Linked DNA regions of Danio rerio: all the other regions are linked to region 1. The links are chromatin contacts, called in public HiChIP or PLAC-seq and Micro-C maps. All regions are on one chromosome and are shown on one strand. The core of a region is the stretch at or near the end of the contact, and the rest is flanking DNA. Distances in the headings are between cores, read along the strand shown. Region 1 holds the start of si:ch211-69l10.2 (a long non-coding RNA gene). Region 2 overlaps fam49bb (family with sequence similarity 49 member Bb). Region 3 holds the start of eef1a1l3 (eukaryotic translation elongation factor 1 alpha 1, like 3).

Region 1 (2,700 bases), core at 171-2,670:
TATAACGAATTAATATTTCCTAAGAAAAATATTTTTGAACCTGTATTAGCTATGTGTTCTCATAAACCATATTCGTTTTCAATGTTTTCACTCAATCATAAAGGAATTTCTTTCTGAACTTGACTCTCTTGGTCTCATTATACACACAGATTAGACACTATTGAAATGTTTGTAGAGTGTTTATTCAGAAAAAATAGCTAAGTAATGTATAATACTGCATTTTGTTTACAACGAAAAGATGCCTGTCCAAAATGTTATGTGGGATTGCTGCATGAAATACACAGACAATACTTAAAAGCATGATTAAAGAATATAAATACTTGCATCCCTGCATCAAGATGAACTTGACCCCCCTCTGATTTGGCATTCAGAAGTCAAAAATGAAAGCTATTGAAATGTATGTTGTGGACCGTTTTGCCTGCAGGAGAAGTCCCTTTCAGGTGATTTAACGAAGCTGAGTCATTAAGATCTCTCAATCATGTCTAGAAGCAAGGCTCAGAGCATCTGCTATGGATGTGGCAAAGCTCTGTTAATGCAGTCTGAGCTGCAAACCACTCAGAAATCAGTGCAGCAGCTATGGAGACATAATTAAACAGTGTGAGAATTATAGCCTTGATTTCTTTAAACACATTTTAAAACTATATGTTGTGGTTCAGCTTAAGCAAGCTTTTCAGATCTTCTATTTATTTAATATATAAATTAATAAGCAGTACAAGCGTTAAATGTTTATTACATGTACGCAAGCTATTTCAGTTCCTGATTGACAAATTTAGCCTTCTGCAAAAAGTAATATATTACAATCTGTTGTCACTTAAAAAATAAATAAAAACTAAATAAAATAAATAAAATATTTTATTTAACTAAAATAAATAAAACTTAACTAAATATTTTAATGACTTTTTAAGGCCTAATGTGAATATAAATGTGCTATGTTGTTTTATGGTAATATTTTTTTTCTTTTTTTTAAAGAGATAAGGTTGACCTAAAATTGTAATATATTACTTTTTTTCCCCAACACTGGCAAAATGTAAACACAAGAAATAACCACTGCTACTGTGCTTACTACTAAAGCTAACCACAACCATTATTTTAATGAAGTGGTCAGACGCCACCATCTATATTGTCCCATAATTCTCACCATGTGTGGACACATGGTGATTGAAATGATTATAGTGTTTTCATATCCATAAAAATATAAATATCATGTATCAATATGAGAAGCTAATCAATGAGCATGATTGTCGCAGCAAGGCTCCTGCTTTGTCCCTTCTTTAAACGCTCAGTGTTTGTCTCCTGCATGACGATACTTCCACACTGACTACACAAAGCTGTGATTTTTCCCCGACTCCGCTGTATTGGGTCTGCGTGACGTCATCGACTGTATGACTGTACGCAGCGCGTGCCGCGGAGCGCGTGCTCTGAGCACATGGAAGAGGGCTCGAGACGAAGTATCCAAAGAATAACTCCACACCTGAAAGGGAATATCTGCAGAAACCGAATCAATTCTGGAACAAAAGAGGGTAGGTGCTGTATTCTTTTCCAATACTGTGCGTTATAATTTTGTTTTAGAGCCTCACGTGTTCATGCTGCACAAACTGATGCTTTGACAATAGACATATGTGCTTGTTATTATATGTATTCAGACGTTAGCCGTTTCATAATGTTTATTCACATTATTTCCAGTTTTCATAATGTTTTATGTATCTATTATTACTGCCTATCTAAGATTTGATTGTGTCATTGTAACACTTATAGACTATTATCTTTTATGTTCTTTGTTTTATGCTGTTATGTGTACCAAACCAATATAAGAGAATGTATGAACACCTCAGATCACACATATACTTAATAATGTTTAATATATGACAAAAAAAGCAAAATCAAACGGTTCTTAAGTAAGCATTTGCAATGTGTTTGCTTTGATTGAGCTCCTTTTGTCTATCAGATAAGTATTGCAGCCACATTGCACCACAACATCTTCACTGTTTTAAATAAAATTGTATATATATATATATATATATATATATATATATATATATATATATATATATATATATATATATAAATGATTGCTCCTGCATTAAAATATTGTTTTTGTGTCTCAGTAAGCTGCAACATATAACGGCTATTAAGTATATTAGGTGTTCTAATAAATGTTTAAAAGTATTCTGCATTAATACGTTCATATTCCATATTAATTAAGCATGATTCCTCACCAACAAGGTTATAATCGACCATACAGCATGCATTTATTGTTTCCATGCACGGAATATCCATTGCGTTCTCTTGTTTTTGATTTGATTTTAAACATGTGTGCTTTAAATGTTCATATGGACTTAAAAATACAATCATTTTTTATTTTCTGTATATTGTCAGCTGACATATGTATGCAGAAACCTTGCAAAAGTGTACAGGTGTGGTGCACAGATTTTGATGTACAGCTTCACGTTTTAGTCTGTAACAGTAAACGCCTAGTATGAAAACAGCAAGCAAGAGAAACACAATTAATTACTTTATGCTCTTAAAAATACATCACAGCAAATGTTAGCAGTGACTTGTAAGCAGAAAAGAAACTGGTTTCTCTGGCTCATCCTTCTCTAGGGTCACATGATTCCCTTTGGCAATGGCAGAATACGTCTGACTGAGGGAGGTAGACCACACACTAATACACAGTCGAGGTCTGTCCTGGCCTTGGGGTTA
Region 2 (2,700 bases), core at 4-2,503, 420 kb after region 1:
AGCCCTAATGATTAACTATGATTATTTTAGTCAATGTGGTAAACAAACTTACAATACAATCAATAGCATATTTAGCATACTTATTTATCCGCGATATGTCCAAAAAAAAAAAAAACTTATATGAGTGAGTTACACACTGAGGAAGGTGTTAATTTGTGAATTTGTTTTCTGAAAAATGTCAAATAAAAAAAATGTTAAAGTGAAAATATATATGAGTGTTTATATACTTCTTGAAACAATTCTCAATTCCACAGAAGAGTAGAATATCTGATAATAATGATGATCAAAAGTTTCCAAAATAATTAAAAATAACCTTTTTAAAATTAACCTAATTAAAATTAACCTTTTTTAACCTTTAACAAAGTGCACATTATCTTTAGTGCTTTTAAAACATGTTTAAATCCAATACATTTAATTAAATCAACCACATCCTATTTTGCAAAAGTCACACACATACTGTACGTTACAAGATTTGACTGATTTCCTTGTGAAATTGGGTTTTTAAGGAGAAATTAAAGTTAAGAGGATGTGGTGCTGTCAAAGTTTTTTGATAAATTGCGCAGCTCTAATAGTAACAAGGATAAACACCAATCACATTAGTCTCTAAAACTCACATAATTTTGCACTGGGTTTACTGTATTTTCAAACTCCTCCACAAAATGTACTCAAGATAAATGTGACCTGAATCCAAGCGATGCCAATGATGCGCCCCTGCCATGTCTACCAAACCCAAATCCCACCCAGCACTCCTTCTAACCATTAGGGGGGTCATTCCAAGGGCAGCAATTGCCAAAATCCAATAGTGTCCCACATTTTTACAGAGAGAAATCACATTCCTCATGAAAACAAATAAACAGATGCAAAAAACAATGTGAGATCAAATAAACAATGTCAATAACTTGTGGTAATGTTCTCACAAGCATGCTTGAAGTGTATGTATGAAAAGATCCCTTTATAAAAAGAAAATGATGAGAAGCCAAGAAGATTAAACACATCCTGACAAAAACAACAGGGTATGTGGGCCACACAGACAGAAGTGAAGATTGTATTAGAAACACTGCATTTGCCTCTCAGCTTTATTCACAGCGGTCCCAAAGGGTGAAGGCGAGCTCCCTGTACAAGCCTTTTCCAACGGAAAGAGGCTCTGACCTGGTTGTTTTCTTTTGGAAGCCTCCTACTGGGAGATTGCGTGCTGGAGGAGAGGAGCTACGATGGGATCTGGAGAAGGAGGGGGCAAAGAGGGGGCTCTTCTAAGCCCGCTGGGCACTTACGATTCACTACTGCATTCTGATTGGCTGAACGCAAGTTCTCCTGCGCTCCACTGTATCCATGGAGTTGAAAAAAGCTGGTGCTACCAAAAACACACCGACAGCCAATCAGAAAGCGAGTGGCAAGGCGGAGGGGAGGATGAGGGCACTGGAGTAGTAGTCCGACTTAAGAGCTTGCATATGAATATATGAATAGGGATGAGGTAATGCGCCATAAATGCACAACTAGCGCAATAGAAACACGCTGATTAATCAGAATTTTTTACTAACAACTGACATTCTGCATACAGAATCACATATCTCAAATTAACACACACACATTTCTCAAAATGTGTTTAGTTCTTGACAGAATACACAACCTCCACTTGTTCCAAAGCTGTTTGAGTTTCAGTAAAGGGTGAATACGTTTTATTTTGATTAATTTAATTTGTGCAAGGAAAGATGTAAACTGCATGTGTGCAATGTTGGATTGTGTACCATTTATAATACATACAGTATGTACTGTACACAGACTGAATGTAAGGCATGCTGTAATTCTGAAGGAGCACTGCAGCATGGGAGTCCACGTGCTTCGCAATACTACGCTATCGTTTTGGCGCCATAAGAAAAAAAAAACAACAATCTCTCCCCTCCCTCAATCCCTCCGTCACGTGGGCACAGCCATGGAGTGGCTAACCGGCTGCCTAAGGCATCGAGGGGGAGGGGAGCGAGTGAATTAGTGTGTGTTTTTTTTTTTTGCGTTTGTGCTTATTTGAGTAAGTGGATGCAATAATCCAGTTATGTATGTGGTGAAGTATGCGCAGAATTGAACCTAATGGGAGAATATTGCCAGAAGAGTGACACTTAACATCACAACGCTGTCTAAAATCTAATTTACAGAGACTTAGCTAGGAATTCATGCAATTTAAGCTTTAAAATACACATTTATTGCTTATCGTTTTCCAAATGCCAAGAGTGTGCCTGTGATATTTGCTAATGTAGGCTCAAATATGAGCAATTTGTGCACGCATGTGATGCCGCATGCAATGTCGCTCTACCGCAGCATCACTTACATCCTTGTCTGCACTTTTAACTTGACCTAAATTTCCTAGGGCGTGCCGCCACATCGCATTAGCCAAAATAGTTGTGTTCTGATTGTACCGTGACCCCTTGATGATGGGGTGCGGATAGCATTCATTCACCCCAAAACCTTGTATGAACTCCCTGACCCCACCCAGCTGAGCAGAAGCGTTAAATAATCAGGAATAAGAAGGATGACAGATGAGAGGGGGGGGTAAGCGTGTATTTGTTTTTGATTTGCAGCTCCGCCCACGCTGGCCAGGCTGGAGTAAACAGCAGCTTTAATGCCCTGTTTAAGCACAAAATCAAAATAAACCGCTGGATAAACCAATGAGGCTGCAGCGCTTTTGAAGGATGTTAGCTATTGGTGCAG
Region 3 (2,700 bases), core at 32-2,531, 480 kb after region 1:
CATACCTTTAATTTACCACCAAGCGTTGTTACACAATATGAAAACTAAAGCACACTACTATTAATGCGTATTAATAGACTCATGTACATTAGGCAAGCGATGATTTTAAGAAATATCTAAAAGTACTGTTATATCCATCGCGCCCCCTGCTGGCTAATGTATGCGTTTGCGCAGCGACACACCTGATGGATAAGCTCATTCATGTTATGTAAACCTGAGCACATGCAACAAGTAGCCTATTTTATATATATATATATATATATATATATATATATATATATATATATATATATATATATATATATATATATATATATATATATATATATAAAATCAAAAACATTTCTATTCTAATAAAAATAATCTAAATAACTAAAGCCACAGTCAAGTATGGTACAAATGTCACCAGAAAATGGATATGTATGAAATATAATTTGCTGATGACAACAGCAACTATAACGATGATGATGATTATAATAATAATTATTATTATTATTATTATTATTATTATTATTATACACTGGAAAACTCCCAAAATTCCAGAGTTAAATGAATGGGCCAATATTATGACTAAAATAAAATTCGTATGAACATTTACTTTGCAAATCACAAAATAAGGACAAAGCAGGTGTCCCTGTATATATCTTAATGATGGGAAGACTTTTGGTCTTATGTGACAGTGTCTTGTAACACAATTTAAAACTACTTACCAGGTTCTTTTAATAATACTGTACTTTTGTCTATATAACCACTGTATACATTCTGGCTTTTCATTTAGTAGGTCACCAGTGATCATCTGTAACATTTGTATTATTTTGCCATGAACCAGAACAATAAAAAAATAATCATAATACAAATTATAATAATAAATTATAACATTAAACAGACAACAGTCATGTAAAGCAGCTAGTTGTTGGAATTCCCGGTCTGCCTTTAAAATATCAATGATTATAAGTTTAGAATCTGGATAGATCTCAGCTTTTAAATGCAACCATAGCTTCCGCTCATTTGCATTATTTATCACTAGCTATTGTTAGAAAACAATTGGTAGGCTATCTGGTTCCACTGACGTCGAGAGAAAAAAAAAATAACACACATAAAGGATTAGGCTACGGTTTTCAGTAGAAGTTATTATGGATGACTGATATTTGTTTGTTGTACTTATAAGCCTATACGATTACGTATTTTAGTTAATAGCTTAATAGATTAAGGTGTTATTGATCACACCAGAACTTAATTAGCAGTTTCCATACTTAAGCGTTCAATTTGCTTGATACCGGTCTGAAGTCACAAGAAGAACAAAGAGTGTATCTGAAATTTGGTAGTTTGGAGGGTGTAAAACGTGTAATTTACCAAATGGCAAAAGAAAGGATTCATATCAACTTGGTTATCATTGGCCATGTAGATGGTGGCAAATCCACAACCACTGGTCATTTGGTTTATAAATGTGGAGGAATTGACCATCGAACAATTGAGAAGTATGAGAAGGCTGCAACCCAAGTAAGTATTCACCTTTAATTCCTTTTAGTTATTTCTTAAACTGCTTTGGCTATTTATGCTTTTTTTTTCTTTCCCTCTCTTTAAGATGGGAAAGAGTTCCTTCAAGTATGCCTGGGTTCTGGACAAACTGAAAGCGGAGAGGGAACGTGGGATCACGATTGACATTTCCCTGCTGAAATTCAACACTCAGAAGTACACCTTTACCATAATCGATGCACCTGGTCATCGTGATTTCATTAAAAACATGATCACTGGAACCTCACAGGTATTTATTTCAGGTGTTGACCTAGATTTTAATTTATATTTAAATAATAAAATCTCTCGGGGGTAAACATTTAAAACAATTCTTAGACCCATTTCTTTCTTTTTCCTCTGAGACATCAAACCATGTGATTTTGGTAGACTGAATTTGGGTGTGTATGACCAGAACTTGTTGAGAGAAAAGGAAACTGAGCAATGTGGGGGGGCTCCAGGTTTTTAACTACTCTGTGCCACCTAATTGTAGTTGACCTAAACCCGTTTTGTTTGTTGATTTTTCTTAGGCTGATGCTGCTCTGCTGATCGTCTCTGCAGCAAAGGGTGAATTTGAGGCTGGAATTTCTCGGAACGGTCAGACAAGAGAACATGCTCTACTGGCGTACACTCTTGGGGTCAAACAGCTTGTAGTTTGTGTGAACAAAATGGACCTGACAGAGCCACCATTCAGCCAGAAACGTTATGATGAAGTGGTTAGGAATGTTTCCGTGTTCGTCAAGAAGATCGGCTTTGAGATAGGTGCTGTACCTTTCATACCCATTTCTGGTTGGAGTGGTGAGAACATGATTGTCCCATCCCAAAAGGTATGTAGAATTTTCAACCTTTCTATACAAAAATGCTTTCAGTTGCCTTGTTCTGTTTCTGGAGAGCTACTGAGTTTAAGAGTTCTTGAAGGCTTTAACTAGCTGGACCTTGTGCGTTTAAGACTGGGGTGCCCAAACTCTGTCCTAGAGGGCATGTGTCCTGGATATTTTCGTTCCAACCCCAATTAAGTGCACCTGAACCAGCCAATCAAGCTCTTTTTCTAGGTATACTGAAACTTCTAGTCTTTAAGTAGGAGCTGAAGTATGTAGGACTCTGGCCCTCCAGGACACTGTTTAGACACCCTTTCCAGGAAGATTTGGCACCCTTGTAAAGTAGATGATGATTCTAATTGTTTGTACT

Evidence for each region. A called contact is a pair of places that touch in the nucleus more often than the background predicts. HiChIP or PLAC-seq counts read pairs in DNA pulled down with a chosen protein or histone mark.
Region 2: a contact with region 1 is called in an H3K4me3 HiChIP or PLAC-seq map of embryo, with 10 times the contacts expected there. The contact joins the enhancer-like site here to the promoter of si:ch211-69l10.2 in region 1. A contact is called at or near these places in 7 of 18 Hi-C or Micro-C datasets (caudal fin, embryo, hematopoietic stem cells and 1 more) and 2 of 4 datasets of contacts at active chromatin or transcription factors (caudal fin and embryo).
Region 3: a contact with region 1 is called in a Micro-C map of caudal fin, with 3 times the contacts expected there. The contact joins the promoter of eef1a1l3 here to the promoter of si:ch211-69l10.2 in region 1. A contact is called at or near these places in 1 of 18 Hi-C or Micro-C datasets (caudal fin) and 1 of 4 datasets of contacts at active chromatin or transcription factors (embryo).

What each region holds. Positions count from the first base shown.
Region 1 is chr24:10,772,329-10,775,028 of GRCz12tu, forward strand. si:ch211-69l10.2 (a long non-coding RNA gene) reads left to right here and starts at 1,421. Exons shown (of 3, transcript XR_223045.6): 1 at 1,421-1,520. myca (MYC proto-oncogene, bHLH transcription factor a) reads left to right here. Exons shown (of 3, transcript NM_131412.1): 3 at 1-118.
Region 2 is chr24:11,195,963-11,198,662 of GRCz12tu, forward strand. The region is part of intron 2 of fam49bb (family with sequence similarity 49 member Bb); the gene reads right to left. Among named protein-coding and RNA genes, the nearest start is that of fam49bb, 58 kb to the right of the region's middle. Within about 2 kb of position 1,254, at least 23 of the 62 cell types and tissues checked have an H3K27ac peak or open chromatin away from gene starts, as enhancers often do.
Region 3 is chr24:11,254,988-11,257,687 of GRCz12tu, forward strand. It overlaps eef1a1l3 (eukaryotic translation elongation factor 1 alpha 1, like 3), which reads left to right and starts at 1,282. Exons shown (of 7, transcript NM_001163994.1): 1 at 1,282-1,500; 2 at 1,586-1,765; 3 at 2,043-2,339. The coding sequence starts at 1,357.